Linked DNA regions of Mus musculus: region 1 is linked to region 2. A link is a contact called in public Hi-C data. All regions are on one chromosome and are shown on one strand. Each heading gives the region's core, a stretch centred on a gene start, on an enhancer-like site or on the middle of the called end of the contact. The rest is flanking DNA. Distances are from core to core; before and after follow the strand shown.

Evidence for each region. Hi-C and Micro-C count contacts between places; a contact is called where the count stands out from the background.
Region 1: a Hi-C map of uterus shows a contact between it and region 2, with 3 times the contacts expected there. The contact joins two enhancer-like sites. A contact is called at or near these places in 3 of 484 Hi-C or Micro-C datasets (nephron progenitors and uterus) and 1 of 115 datasets of contacts at active chromatin or transcription factors (heart atrium).

Annotation. Positions count from the first base shown.
Region 1 is chr1:92,436,304-92,442,907 of GRCm38.p6, forward strand. Ndufa10 (NADH:ubiquinone oxidoreductase subunit A10) reads right to left here. Exons shown (of 10, transcript NM_024197.1): 10 at 3,405-3,604. The coding sequence ends at 3,536. Among named protein-coding and RNA genes, the nearest start is that of Mir6900, 25 kb to the right of the region's middle. Within about 2 kb of position 1,503, at least 105 of the 459 cell types and tissues checked have an H3K27ac peak or open chromatin away from gene starts, as enhancers often do. A contact at or near this core is called in uterus, where this site is marked.
Region 2 is chr1:92,284,728-92,291,483 of GRCm38.p6, forward strand. No RefSeq gene overlaps it. Among named protein-coding and RNA genes, the nearest start is that of Gm35992, 91 kb to the right of the region's middle. Within about 2 kb of position 1,469, at least 12 of the 459 cell types and tissues checked have an H3K27ac peak or open chromatin away from gene starts, as enhancers often do. A contact at or near this core is called in uterus, where this site is marked.

The DNA of each region.
Region 1 (6,604 bases), core at 253-2,752, 150 kb after region 2:
GTCTGTGACGTAAGGTGATCAGTAAGGCTTCTCTCCCACTCTCACAAAGGAAGAGTCCTTTCATTACCTGGGTTTCATCAGTAACAGGGTCTGGGGACAGCCACTCTCTCCAGCCCAGTCACTGAGAAAGTTGGAACTGAACCAGCCAGTGGATTAACAGGTTGATAACACAATGACCCTTGTCAAAAGTAACTGTTTTGATGGAGGACTTGTAGGATGAAGTGATTAAGAGCAGGTGCACACATCTGGCCATACCTGCAGGCCCCTACCAGCCGTGACCCATTTCCTGTATAAATACACCTGCATCCATTTCCAGGCTAGAGGGTCCTTCAAGCCAGCGCAGTTTATTACATTGGCCAGCTCTTACCCACCATGAGGCTTTCTCTAGCTCTGCCTCACCCCTCACCTCTCCACTGCTCCGTTGTTCTCCGAACAACCAGAGCCTCTAAAGGTCAGACTGAAGGATGGAGCCAAGCAGATCTGTGGGGCTGCATGCAGGGAATGCCAACCAGGTGGACACCCTGTGCCTCCTGCAGGCAAAGCATGGCCCACAGATAGCTTCAATTCGAAGCTGATCTTGCACTTCCCTGCTTCAGGCTGTGGAGAGGACTGAAGGGTGCAGGGAGTGCTAGGGATGTCTGAGATGGAGGATCCCCACATTTGGATCTTACCATCTGCTGGGCAGTGCCCCCTGGGGCTGTGAGGAAGGAAGCCAGTGTGTGTGTGTGTGTGTGTGTGTGTGTGTGTATGTGTCTTTGTCTCAGTCTGGCTCCCAGGTTGGCTACAAGGAGGCACATTTCATTTCTTGCCATTGATCTGCTGGCTGAGCCTCATTCACAGCCCACTGGGCTATGCTCCCACCCCTGGAATACCCTGGCTCTGGGCAAGTCCATTCGCTTTGCCCTGAGGCTACTGAGTTTGGCAGGAAGACAGGGGCCCTCTGCTTTCAATCCGCACAGCATGAAAAAGATCCTGCTGCTGCTGGCACCACCTCGTTCTAGGAAAATGCAGGTGTAAAGGATTTGTTTGACATTCTGTCAGGATACTAAAAAATGTAGTAAAAGCCAAGCACTTTTGGGTGCTTTGTTATACTGCTTTGAAGACCCCTTGCGGTAAGCCTATACTGCAAATCTCTGGTCCTAGGGTGTCTGGTGAGAATTCCAGAGAGAGCAGGACACACCAAAACTCAGAGCTTGGGTCTCCGGACAAGTCCAGGGCCTTGCAGCTTAAAAGGGCAATTTCCCTCAAATTCCAGTCATCTTCTAATCCTGGGTTTGCTTCCTTTCACATGAGTTTCCCGCTAAAGAAACCCAACAGGAAGAAAGGACCTGAGGGCTGAGGTCCTGGCAGAAGCACTGCCCTCAGGGCTGGCTTTATATTAGATGAAGAGGCCAGGGTGCCTCAGGCTCTTTCCTCCATTCACCCAGCTCTGAGCTGTCTCCTTTCAACGCCCTTGTAGCCTGGTGCTACAGCGCTAACCTTGCTCATCAGCCCCAGGGCAGGCCTGCCTGGCTCCTTGGCGCCAGCACATACTGCTCACAGCCAATCCAGAAGTCCGTTTTGGTAAACAGAACACAGGATGTTTCCAAGCAATTAGGAGCCAGCAGGCTTTAGAAGAGGGGCCCGTGTCAAGCAAGAGAACATTGTTCATTCCTGTTGCACTGGCCAGGCACCCACTTACAAAGTGTAGCCTGACTGCCGGTCCTTGAACCCTCTGGTATTCTTCATCCTGAAGTGGCCACCTAGTCACATGCTGCCCTTACTGAATTGCTTTGCCTGGTGAACGGCTATTTGCTGTAGCACCACTGCTGTGTGGAGGGTTGCAATTGGCAGCAGTCAGATACCTGGGGAGCATGCCAGCTGCCACCAGGCTGCAGGCTGAGCCTAGCGCTACTGAAGATGGAGGAAACCACGAGAGCCTTAAGTCCATGAGGACTTCCTCTGTCAACAGAAAACACAGAACCAGTGTTAAAACAGCGCCCTGTTCCTGATCCTCAAAGTGCAGAGGCGGCTGCCAATGTGGGCTATTCAAAGTGTGTGGTTATCTTTCAGCTCTGATCCAAGCTCTAAAGGGCAGTAGAGACTCTGGTGAGACTGATGAGGGACTGCATCAATGCCATACCAGAGTATTTACCAGTCCTCAGGGCTTAGTCCTGGAGACTGGAGAATACTCACCCTCTTTTGCCCGAGTGAACACAGGAAATGGGCAGATGGACTTCTGTAGCAACACTAATCACAAGTGTCACACTACACCCAGGGAGTAGAGTCATCAGGGGAAGAAACAAGCACTTGGAAGGACTCTTAGGGTCCGAGTGTCCTGACTCTGTCCTGACGTGCTAGCCACCATGGCTGAGGTCTCTGGACTGTGGCCCAGGACCTACTTCTCACAACGCTGCATGCCTGTTCTGTGGGCCTTCAGGGGCAGCAGTGCCACCCAGCCAGGGATAGCACGCAGAGCCAAGATAAAGATGCTTTCTTTCTCTTTGACCCTTCTCAGGGGGCTCACAAGCTACTCAAACCACAGAATCCCAGGGCTGGCCCATTTCAGAAGGGGAGGGGGAGGGGCCGCAGGCAGGTAGGTGGCCCCAGCAGTAAGGCCAGCTTTTCTGGAAGATCAAAGTGTTCTCTTCTGTACTGCCTAATATTGACCTGCTCTCCAACAGTGTTCTGTGTGTGCCTGAATGGAGCCCAGTGCTACCAGGGAACTGAGTGCTAAATTTCATTAAGTTTTAATTAAGTTAAATGCAAGTTACATGTGCTTGGAGCAGCCACAGCAGGGGTCTCAGTACAAACTCACAGCTTAGGACAGCAATTCAGATTGACACCCGCTCCTAAGGACTCTCCCCCCAGGTTCCCATGCAGGAGAACAATAAGATGCCACTGCTCTTTCACCTGGGACTGGCACCCTCATTTTGGATAGCATCATCTGTACTACCCCACACCCTATGCTCAGCTTGCTCTTCAGAGATAAGAGAAAGCGAGCCTGCTCTAAGACTCGGTTCTGCTAGTCTGTGGCCATTCTTCACCCTTTTGCTCTAATGTGCTTCAGAAAAGAACAAATGCTTCAGAAAAGACGCTTCAACAGTGTGTGAGAGACCCAAAGTGCAGGGGTGGGTGGGTGGGGGGCGCAGGGCTGAGCATCCTTAGGCACCAGGCACAAGTGTGCCACGCAGACACAGGAGGAGGGGCTACAGAGCCGGCTTTATTTCTTCAAGTTGGAAGGGTTCAAGGGAACAGCACTGGGGCACGGGGCTTCCAGTGGGAGCTGGGCTTTCAGCAGACCAGCTCTGCTTTGTTTCTCCTCCAGATGATTCCAAAACATCACTAGAAGGTTCCAGAACCTTTTCAGTGGACGCTGATTCTTTCATCTCTGCCCAGGCGTGGGTCAGACTCTTTTTGTTAGATTTTTTTTTTTTTCTGGCAATTTCTTGATCATTTGCTTTTTTTCCTGTTGTCTTGGAAAGCTCTGGAGTTCACAGAGTTGGGCAGAGCAGGCATCTCCATGGCTATGACACGGCTGGGCGGAGGGGACCCTTCACTTCAGCCAGATCCACTTGTCACCCACCTCGGCATTGTACCCAGGGGCATACTTGCGGCCTGGCAGCTGTTGGGGGAAGGAATTAAACACTGTTTAGAGTAAAGACCACTTTTCCAACCTTTAGAGTTGGTCAGCTACTGCCCATCCAGTACCAGGGATACCGGAGAACAGAGATCCATTGTAATGAAGCAGCCTTGCCCACAGAAGTCCTGTCCAGGACAGAGATCCAGATGGAGACAGAGCCCTAGCTGGTTTTTCTATTTTGTATGATGAGCAGGAAGGACAAGAAACCAGTGGCACTCAGTGATAGCTGGCAGAGGAGGCTGGGCTTAGAAAATGCCTTGTTCTCAGCCCCGACTGCCTGCTTGACTAGTGTGAATGGAGACAGTAGCTTAGCCTTGGGAACCAGTGATGGACTTATTACTAAGAGGCCACAGTCCGAGCTGTCTGGCTTCTGTGACACCATCAGTACTGACTCATCAGGACTCCTCCTGGTTATCCTGCTGTTGCCCTGCGTCATGGAGACCTTGTAGCTTCAGAACAGTAGGGCTAGCCTTTTCATGTACCCCAACCAATTGCAAGTGATATAGATTTTGGGGTGGGCGAATTCAGAGCCTCAATCTGGGCTTGGGTAGCAGCTGAGCTGGTCAGCCCACTTACTCTCCTTTATCCGCACCACCCAAGCGAGCTCTCCAGTTCTCATGCCCTTGAGGTCTTACTGAGCTGCCCAGTCAAGGCTCGACTCTTGTGCTGCAGCCTGTGAGGAGCTGGCTCACCGGTGCCTTTGTCATCAGGGCCATCTCCACTGTATAGTCCAAGGAAGTTTCAGCTTAATTCCCTCCTCCCCCAGTGATAAGGCCAGTGAGGGAGCAGGGCTAGCTCTCCTACTCTCACGACCCCAGGGTCAGCTCTCCCCACTGCTGCAGATGGTGTGGGGCTAAAGGGACCAGGTATCACGCCCACCCCCACATCATCTCATGGCAGATGAGTGGCAAGACCAGCTCTCCTGAGACCACTGACTCACTGCAATGGACATTACAAGTGGAGATGTGTGGACAGAGAGACATACTGTGGGACACACTGTGACACACTCCAGCTTCCATCAGAGGTTTCCTATGCTTGTTGTTGTTGTTTGTGTGTGTGCTATATTTTTGGGGGAGGCTGCAAGGGTGAAGGGTGGGTATTGGGGAGGAGATGAGTGGGACTGGGGTACATGATTCGAAACTCACAAGAATCAGTAAAAAAGTTAAAAAAAGAAAAAAGTTATTGACTTACTCATGAATTTCCTATACTCATTAACTGATGGCTCTGATTGGGTCATCAATACTTAAAATATTTGAGGAACTAATTTCTTTTGGTATTTTAGTTAATAATAATTTAGGAACCTAAGAAAAATTCTGAAAAATTTTTCAGGTGATGGCATATTTTGAAATATACCCATTTGAACCTTGGAGATTTTTTTTTTTCAGAATTCACTATTGTAATTACTTCAGATCATTGTCGTGAGTTTCAGTAGTTTGTTGTGTAGGTAACAACGTATTCAGAGATGTGTACTGTGGTTTCCTGGTCTGTACTGAGTTTATTTTTTCCCTTCTTAGAAAAATAAAACAAAACAAAACAAAACAACCCAAAAGAGGCTGTAGTCCCCAGGGCTTTGGTTTGGAAGGAGTGCATAAAGGGAGTGTGAGTAACACAAGTGGGAAGTGCAGGCAGGCATGGGAGACAGCACTGGGCTGGGGGCAGGGAGGACTCTGACAAGGTTAGTTAGGCCTTGGGAAGCCACTGAAATACCCAGGCTTAAAAAACATTGGCAAAGAACTACTTTGGAAGCAAGGAAGCCATGGGAGAGGCCCCTGGAGCTGTCACTGGGCTGAAAGGATGGAGAACTAAGCCTCCCTCTTCCAGTAGCTTTGTCCTTCCCTAGCCGGTGGCTAAGAAGGACAGATAAGAGCCCAGGTCAGAGAGAACTCCTGACAGACAATGTGAGAGATAGGGACCCGCCTAGCACAGCAGGAGGATGCACCACACAGCCGCAAGAGCAGCCTATCAGTACATGAGCAGCATGAGGGCAGCAGAGGCTGGAAGCACCCCTACCGCCCACTTCCCCAGAGCTAACAGAAAGAGGCTTTCCTGCGTAGAGAAGATGGTGGGTCTGGAATGGCCTCAGACAAGACGCACAGGTACAGTGTGTAGGGGAGGACCTGGCAGAACAGCCACTGAAACACAGAGCTTCTCCAACTGCCATCCAGCTGAAGAGGTCCACTTCTTCTCATTTGTTGAACCAATCCCACAATTATGCTTGATGAACAAAACACACACACACACACACCCTACCCACTGTGTGCAAGTTGGCTATGGTGGCTTCACCAAGGTGCAGTTGGGAGCTTGAGAGGCAGTGACAACTGTCATCTTGTGTCTACCAAGTGAAGTTACTGAGGTTTGTATTACACCAGTGGCCAGTTGGTCAGCATGTCCAGGAACTTCCAACCACTACTGTCCTGAATTTTAGACTAGAGCAAGTAAAAACTAGCTGAAGACCACCAATCTGAGGCCTCACCAATGTCTACTAACTGCTTCACAAAAGCCACTCTCTGGAATTCTTAGGGGTATTTAATTGGCCTATAAAATCTAGTGAGGGATGCTCTGTCCCGGGTTCTGGAGAGAAAGCACAAGCACTTGAACATACATAAAAGCACCCTAAGTTCCCAGTATCTAACTGTGTGCTTGTCTGTGGGCTGGAGGCCATGCTGAATCTAAACCAAAAATTAGTTCTTGGGAGGTTGCAAAGGAAGCTCAAGACCCTGCTGCCTCTGGGGAGGACCCTTCGATGCTACAGGATGCACAGGTACTTCTGTTTTCATACAGAGTAAGTCACTTGCCTGGAGCGCAGAGCTATTCCATCCACAGAGCAAGAACCAGCCCCTTACACACAAGCACAAGAGGGATCTCAGTCTCCCGAGTCTGGAGCGGGCCCTGTGCCCGAGTCGCTAGACAGCTCACCTACTCACCCCAGGGAGGGCGGACCTGTGCTGTGAGCCCTACTGTTTCCAGCCCCCATTCCACCGT
Region 2 (6,756 bases), core at 219-2,718:
CAGGCTTTGGGAAGAAAAATGAAGTTAGAGTCGTGGTTTACATCTCATACCTGATGGGTTAATGCTCCAGCTATAAATATTTAATGTTCACATAATCACGAGAGCACAGAGAAATTTGTGAGAATTTAACAAATGTAACAACCACGAAAAGGAAGAACTGTAGAGCTGACAATATGAAGGTCTTTACAGACAGCATCCCCGGTGGGTGGGCCCTGGAGACACAGCCTCTGGCAGGGTGATGGGGCTAGAGAGCATGGGTGTGAGGGGCTGGGGTCTGCCTTGAGAGAGAAGAACTCAGCAAAGCTCCTCAGGGGTGCCCTAGATTTGAGCAGGGCCCAGATTCAAATCCCTCCACCACATTGGTCATCAGATGAACTAACAAACACTCGGAACCTCTTCAAAACAATTGGAGTGATTCTTGCCAAGAACTGAACGGGAGGGGCTCCCTGCCAGGGTCCTTCAGCTCAGATGGGCATCTCGGGAGCACCCACCGCCACCACTGCACTCAGTGTCATAAGACTGCAGAAAAGCTGAGGTGGCTTTCCCAAGATGTACCAGGTAAAGACATAAACCTTTTGATAGATGGCATTATTAAAAGCAGATATGACAAATCCCCCAGAGAAATGGGATCTCCATCTTAGACAACATGAGCAACAGGTGTGATAGGCATCGGGGAGGGAGAGGCTAGGTGGAACATAACAAGGACATGGAAATTGTATCTGGCCTCCTCAGCCAGGATAAGGGCTGTTATTTATCATGCAGTGACGTAGGCAGACTCCTTGTATGACACTTGGGAATGAATAGGGATTGAATAGACATAGAGTTGATTTATTTATTGGCACATCAACTTTATCCTCAGTAAATTTACCAAACTCACCTGTTACAATAGTTATCTTGAAATTATTTTAGGTTTATAAGTGAGTAAGTTTTTAATTTTCCAGAGACCACATGGGTTCATATTTTTCTTAATTGTTTCTGGCTTTTATAATGGGCTTAAAAAGCCCTTCCTTATACTGAGATTATTTAAAAAGAAGCTTCTCCATTCCTAATGGAGCCTTTTATGGCTTTATAATGTAATATGCAAGTTCATAAAGCCTGCCCTCTTTTTCAAAGGGTTCCGTGCAGTTTTAATGTGTTCACTTTTCTGCCTAAATAAATGGCTTATTTTGACAGTGTAAAAAATCCTCCTGGAATCTTTATTAGCGCCGCAGTAAATTTTATTTAAGCGTTGCTGTCAGTTTTATACCGTTCGCATTTACCATCCGTGTGTGTTCGCCTTTACTGGGGTCTTCAGTTCATTTATCGTAACATGTGGTTTTGGGAGAAGTGGAGCAGTTAGACGAAGCAAGAGGAGCAGATGCTGGTCCGTATTGACTCCAGCGAGGGGCTCCTGGGACTCATCACTCTGTCCTCTTGCTCGGCTCTGCCTTTGAAAATCTCCCACGTGTAGCTTAAAAGACTCAGTCTACAGCTGCCCCCGTCCTTCTCCATGGACTCTAAGTCGCCATGAAAGGTCTGTCTCTGCTCACCGCCACCGTGAATAGGATTGTTCTCAACGTGTGCTTTGTATGGCTGCCCTGTGTTTATGAGCCATAAAGCAGCGAAGGTTGACGGTAGCCCTCTGCTCATTGATTTGTATAAATGGAATGCAAGAATTCCAGAGTGCTCCTCAATAATTCATGCTCTTATAAACATGGAAATCCACTCCATAGCGTCTCCAGGAGACGAGGCACTTCGGGGGGAGTGACATCTCTGGGGACCTGAAGAGCTGCTCTGCTATCCTTGGGCTGAGCACAGAGCAGAGACGTGAACATACTCTTGTTGTACGTTACAACCTCACTTTCTGCCTCATGACAGTACTGTGTCTCCCAGGATGAAAGGCATTGTCTTGAGCCACACACAGACTCTCCGCCCCCCCCCCCCCGCCCCCCATTTAGACCCTGGAAATGTCCTTGTTCAGAGCTACTACTCTGGACTCTGGGAGGCCAAGGACACCCTGGTTGTGTCCTGATTCTGGGGATATCAATACTGTCTGTTGTTGGTTTGCCTCTGAATTCCTTTGAACTATGTCCCCACCCCCATGCCCTATAAGTCTCTAAGGCCAGAACCCTTGATGGTGTCCCTAGAGGATCGAACTGAGTGTGCTGTAGAATCTTTTCAAGCCATATTCACCTGCTGTGTGGTCTTAGGTAAGAGATTATAAATTTCAGGCCCAAAGTTTTGCTATATTGAGGTTTTCTGTAATAAATCCCCACCTCACAGCACATTCATGAAATGACATGCAACAGACTTGTGTAGAATGTGTGTGTGTGTGTTTTGTGAGGAATATGTGTATATGTATGTGTGTGTGTGCATTGTGGACTGTGTGTGTATATGTGTATACTGTGTGGATTCTGTGTGTGTGAACTGTGGACAGTGTATGTATGTGCACCATGTATGTATATATGTGTGTGTGTGTGTGCACTGTGGTGATTGCATGTATGTGTGTATACTATGGGTGGATTTGCTTTCTTTCTTTCTTTCTTTTTTTTTTTTTAAGGTTTTTTGAGACAGGGTTTCTCTGTGTAGCCTTGGCTGTCCTGGAACTCACTCTGTAGACCAGGCTGGCCTCGAACTCAGAAATCCACCTGCCTCTGCCAAGTGCTGGGATTAAAGGCGTGTGCCACCACTGCCCGGCAGGGATTTGCTTTCATGCTGTGGCTTAGCATTGGGGAAGCATTGCTTGTTCTGTGACTGTCAGGAGAAGGACACTGAATAAGACAGGTGGTCTGCTGCTCTTGGCTCCTCAGTCAGGCCTGCAGTTGTAAGGCTTCAAATTATGAGATGAACAACCACAGACCTGAAGAAGGCTCTCTATAAACACATCATCTGACCACCACCGGCTCCTGTGTCCCAAATCCTCTAAGATGGTGGATCACTCCCAGGGCTGTATGACTCCTCTGTGTGACCTCTCTTTGTGCCCTAGTTCCCCTGGTTTCTCTAAAATGTCACCAGAACACAAAAACCACTTCCTAAAGTGACTCCAAATTCTCCCAGTTCAGAGTCCAGACTATGTGAGCCTAAATGCCTCTATGTAGTTGGCATGGAGAAGGGTTGAGACAGAATGGAAGGCTGAGATGATGGAGTCTGGCCTCTGGTTCAACCAAGAGGTTATCTGACATGGATTGTCTAACACCCGTGCTGAACATGGCTGCCAGGGTGCTGGCTGAAGCCATCCCTGAGCCCAGGAAGAAACACAGGCCAGACATGAGGGTTCTTCTGATAACATTTTGGAGAATCCAGGAAAAGTTAGAGCCAGAGGGAGGTCACACAGAGAAGTCATACAGCCTTGGGAATGAGCCATTGTTTTAGAGGATTGTAGGACACAGGAGCAGGAGGTGGCAAAATGAGACCTTTCTTTGGTTCTGGGGATGCTTGTCTCATAACTTGAAGCCACTTTTATTTTTAGACTTAACATGCTTCTACACTAGGGTGAACACGGGCTGGAGTCAGACAGTTGCATTGTCTCATATGGTTCTCTGGTCTTGCACTTTAAAAACCTCTAATAAAAATTGATGTATAATACTTTTTATGACTTTTTGTATTTATTTGTGCTTGCATTAGAAATTTAAAATAAAGTTCTTAAGTTACAAACCCTCTTTGGATACCAACAGAGTGTCAGGGACAGCCGGCTGTAATCACGACACAGGTTCTTCTTAGTCCATCATCTTCTCTTGATTTTATCAGTTCTTTTGAAGTTTAGAAGGTGCTTGGGTTAAGTCAGCCAATGTTCTCTTTCACGAGTTTTGGATTTCGTCTGCTGTTTAGGAAGCCTTTCCTCGTGGAGTGGCTAAAAACAGACTTCTTGTATTCTTGTCTGCTATTCTTACTGTTTAAAAGTTGGATATTTTGTGTACTGGGGGTTTGCTCCTGAGATTGCTGCGAATCTAAGCTTTTCTCATTCCCCAGCAGGTTCCTGAGAATTCCTCATATCGATTTGAAGCCCCCATTCATAGTTAGCTGTTCTGTGCTGCACACGATCGACGGCCTCTCTTACCATTGTACTCTGCGTTCTCAGCCAGTGTCTAATTGTTTTGATTAATATTGCTGTACACTTTGATTTATGCGCAGTAGTGAATTCCCTATGATTTCCTGTGTTTTCTTGGCAACCTCTCCGTATTTATGATTCTGCCAGCGTCAGAACCAGCTTTCCAAGTGGAACCCTCTCGCTCTCTTTGAGCTGGCTGAGTGTAGTGTACAGTCTGGTGGGGATTTCATGTCTTTACCTATTCAACTCTCACATCCAGAAACAAGATGTGTCTCCGTTTAAACTGACCCTGTCCCCATGTATCGCCTGAGAGATTTTCATGATTTTCTTATATTTAGATGATTCCTGACTCTCATGGGTTTTTTTCCCCAAGTTAAGCCAAACCTCTTCTTTCTAACATCATGCAGTGTTTGTGGAGAACATTCCCCCTGTATGTGCTGGATGCCTGGCTCAGGGCATACTTGGGCTGTACCATGTCTTGTGTGTAAGATGGTCTATAGTCTTCTTTTCCTCTTTCTTTCTTTCTTTCTTTCTTTCTTTCTTTCTTTCTTTCTTTCTTTCTTTCTTTCTTTCTTTTTTCCTTTCTTTCTTTCTTCTTATTTTTTTTAATAAAAAGTGTTATAGTCTTTTTTTTTAATCTGCCAGTTGTGTAGACTATAGCCCTCAACAACAACCTTATTTAATGGTATTCACTTCTTCAAGAGCCCTGACTACCAATATAGACACATTCTGACGTCCTGACTCTTAGAGCTTCAACACAGGAATTTTAGCGGGCACAGCCCAGCCGATGACAGGCTGGAGCACTCTCAGTGGCTCTGCATTAACAGTGTGTGAACAGCAGGCTAATATGATGACTACCTCAGGTCAAATGAAACGAGGTCAGGTGGTGTTGGGCAGAGGCTTCTGAAGTCCTTGGTCAATATAAGCACTTCCGGCTTTAAGTGGATTTTCTCTGGTCTTTTGTCCCATTGGTAGGAAACTGAGTAGCAAACACATCTGCTGAGAAAATGTATTTTGAAAAACATTGTAAATGAGGCTAGAGAGCAGCTGCAGCTGGGGCACGATGGGATGGACTCCCAAGAACCAGTTGGCATTTCTGAGCCATCGCAGTATCGCTGAAGAGAACATGAACTGAGTAGAAATGTAAATGGTGCCCATCCTTAGAAGAGAAGATCCAGACCCCAGGTGTGATGGTTTGTACATGCTTGGCCCAGGGAGTGACACTATTAGAAGGTGTGGCCTTGTTGGAGTAGGTGTGTCACTGTGGGTGTGGGCTATAAGACCCTCATCCTAGCTGCCTTGAAGCTAGTGTTCTTCTAGCAGCCTTTAGATGAAGGTGTAAAACTCTTAGCTCCTCCTGCACCATGCCTGCCCAGATGCTGCCATGATCCTGCCATGATGATAATGAACTGAACCTGTGAACCTTGTAGCTAGCCCCAATGACATGTTATCCTTATAAGAGTTGTCTTGGTCATGGTATCTGTTTGAAGCAGTTAAAACCCTAACTAAGACCCCAGGGCACCAGCCAATGGCACATCCTGCCCAGAAGTCTCAGCTCTGCATTCTCTCTCTGCTGGTTGTAGCCACCAGCTCTTCAATGCTCTTCACACCAGCATTACCATCTGTTGGGTTTCGCAGCAATGACATAAGCACATCTTCAGCACGGGCTCATGCTGCTTTGTAGGAGATCCTTTCCTTAAATCATCTTCTGGCAGATTCTAGATGCATTACCATGTCTAAGGCTGACCTGCAGTGCACTGACTCATCTTTGAAGTTACAGCTCCATCTGCCTCTAAAATAATTCTCTTTTAAGCATCATACCTGTCCACTAAGGCATGATGATTCCTGCATCCTCCACATTCTGGGAACTGACGAGAGTCAGGGTGTCCTAGCAGGTGAGTCTGTCCTTCCTCATATACAGTATGGGTGACTCCCGGCCTCCCACTGTGGTGAGCTGAGCTATACAGACTCTACAACATGGAAGGCTTCCCTAAGCTGCTTCCGATGCTGAGCGCTCTCTTTCTTCTAGTTAATTAGTTTGACTTCAGCATGTGCTCTTTGACCTGTGCTTGTTGGTGAATGGTGTGCAGGTGCTGGTGTTAAAGCCAATAAGGGAAAGGGAGCAATGATCTGTAGGGCAGTGAGAAGCTGAGGGCATGAGAGAGAGAGAGAGAGAGAGAGAGAGAGAGAGAGAGAGAGAGAGAGAGAGAGAGAGAAAGAGAGACGGAGAAAGAGAGACGGAGACAGACAGAGAGACAGACAGAGGGAGACACAGAGAGAGACAGAGAGACAGAGACAGAGAGAGGTGGAACAGAGTTTGGGGATGAGCAGGTGATGTAATGGTGGTGGGAACATTTTCTCCTTCTCCCCACACCTCTTCACCTACAGGCAGGGCCTTGGGTTGGAAGAAGAGAGAACTCCTCCATGGGCATGGGGCAATTGGGCTGTGAAAGCCCTGAGGCTTGCTCTCTAAGACCCTGCCTCCTGTAACACAGCCTTTCTGTCCTTCCTGGTTCCAATGAAATCTGCTGCTCTCCTCTGGTGTTGGTGGTGATGTAAAGACAGGCATGGGTAGCACTGGAGGTGAGGGCATCTCTGATCCCTGTCTCTGTGTGTGGTACTTTTGCTTTTGGAGCACAGGCACTGACCAGCCTAAGGGGGTGGGGATTGGATGGCAGTGTTCCTGCTCATTTTCCTCCTGTGTCCTCAACAGTAGGAAAAGCCAAGCC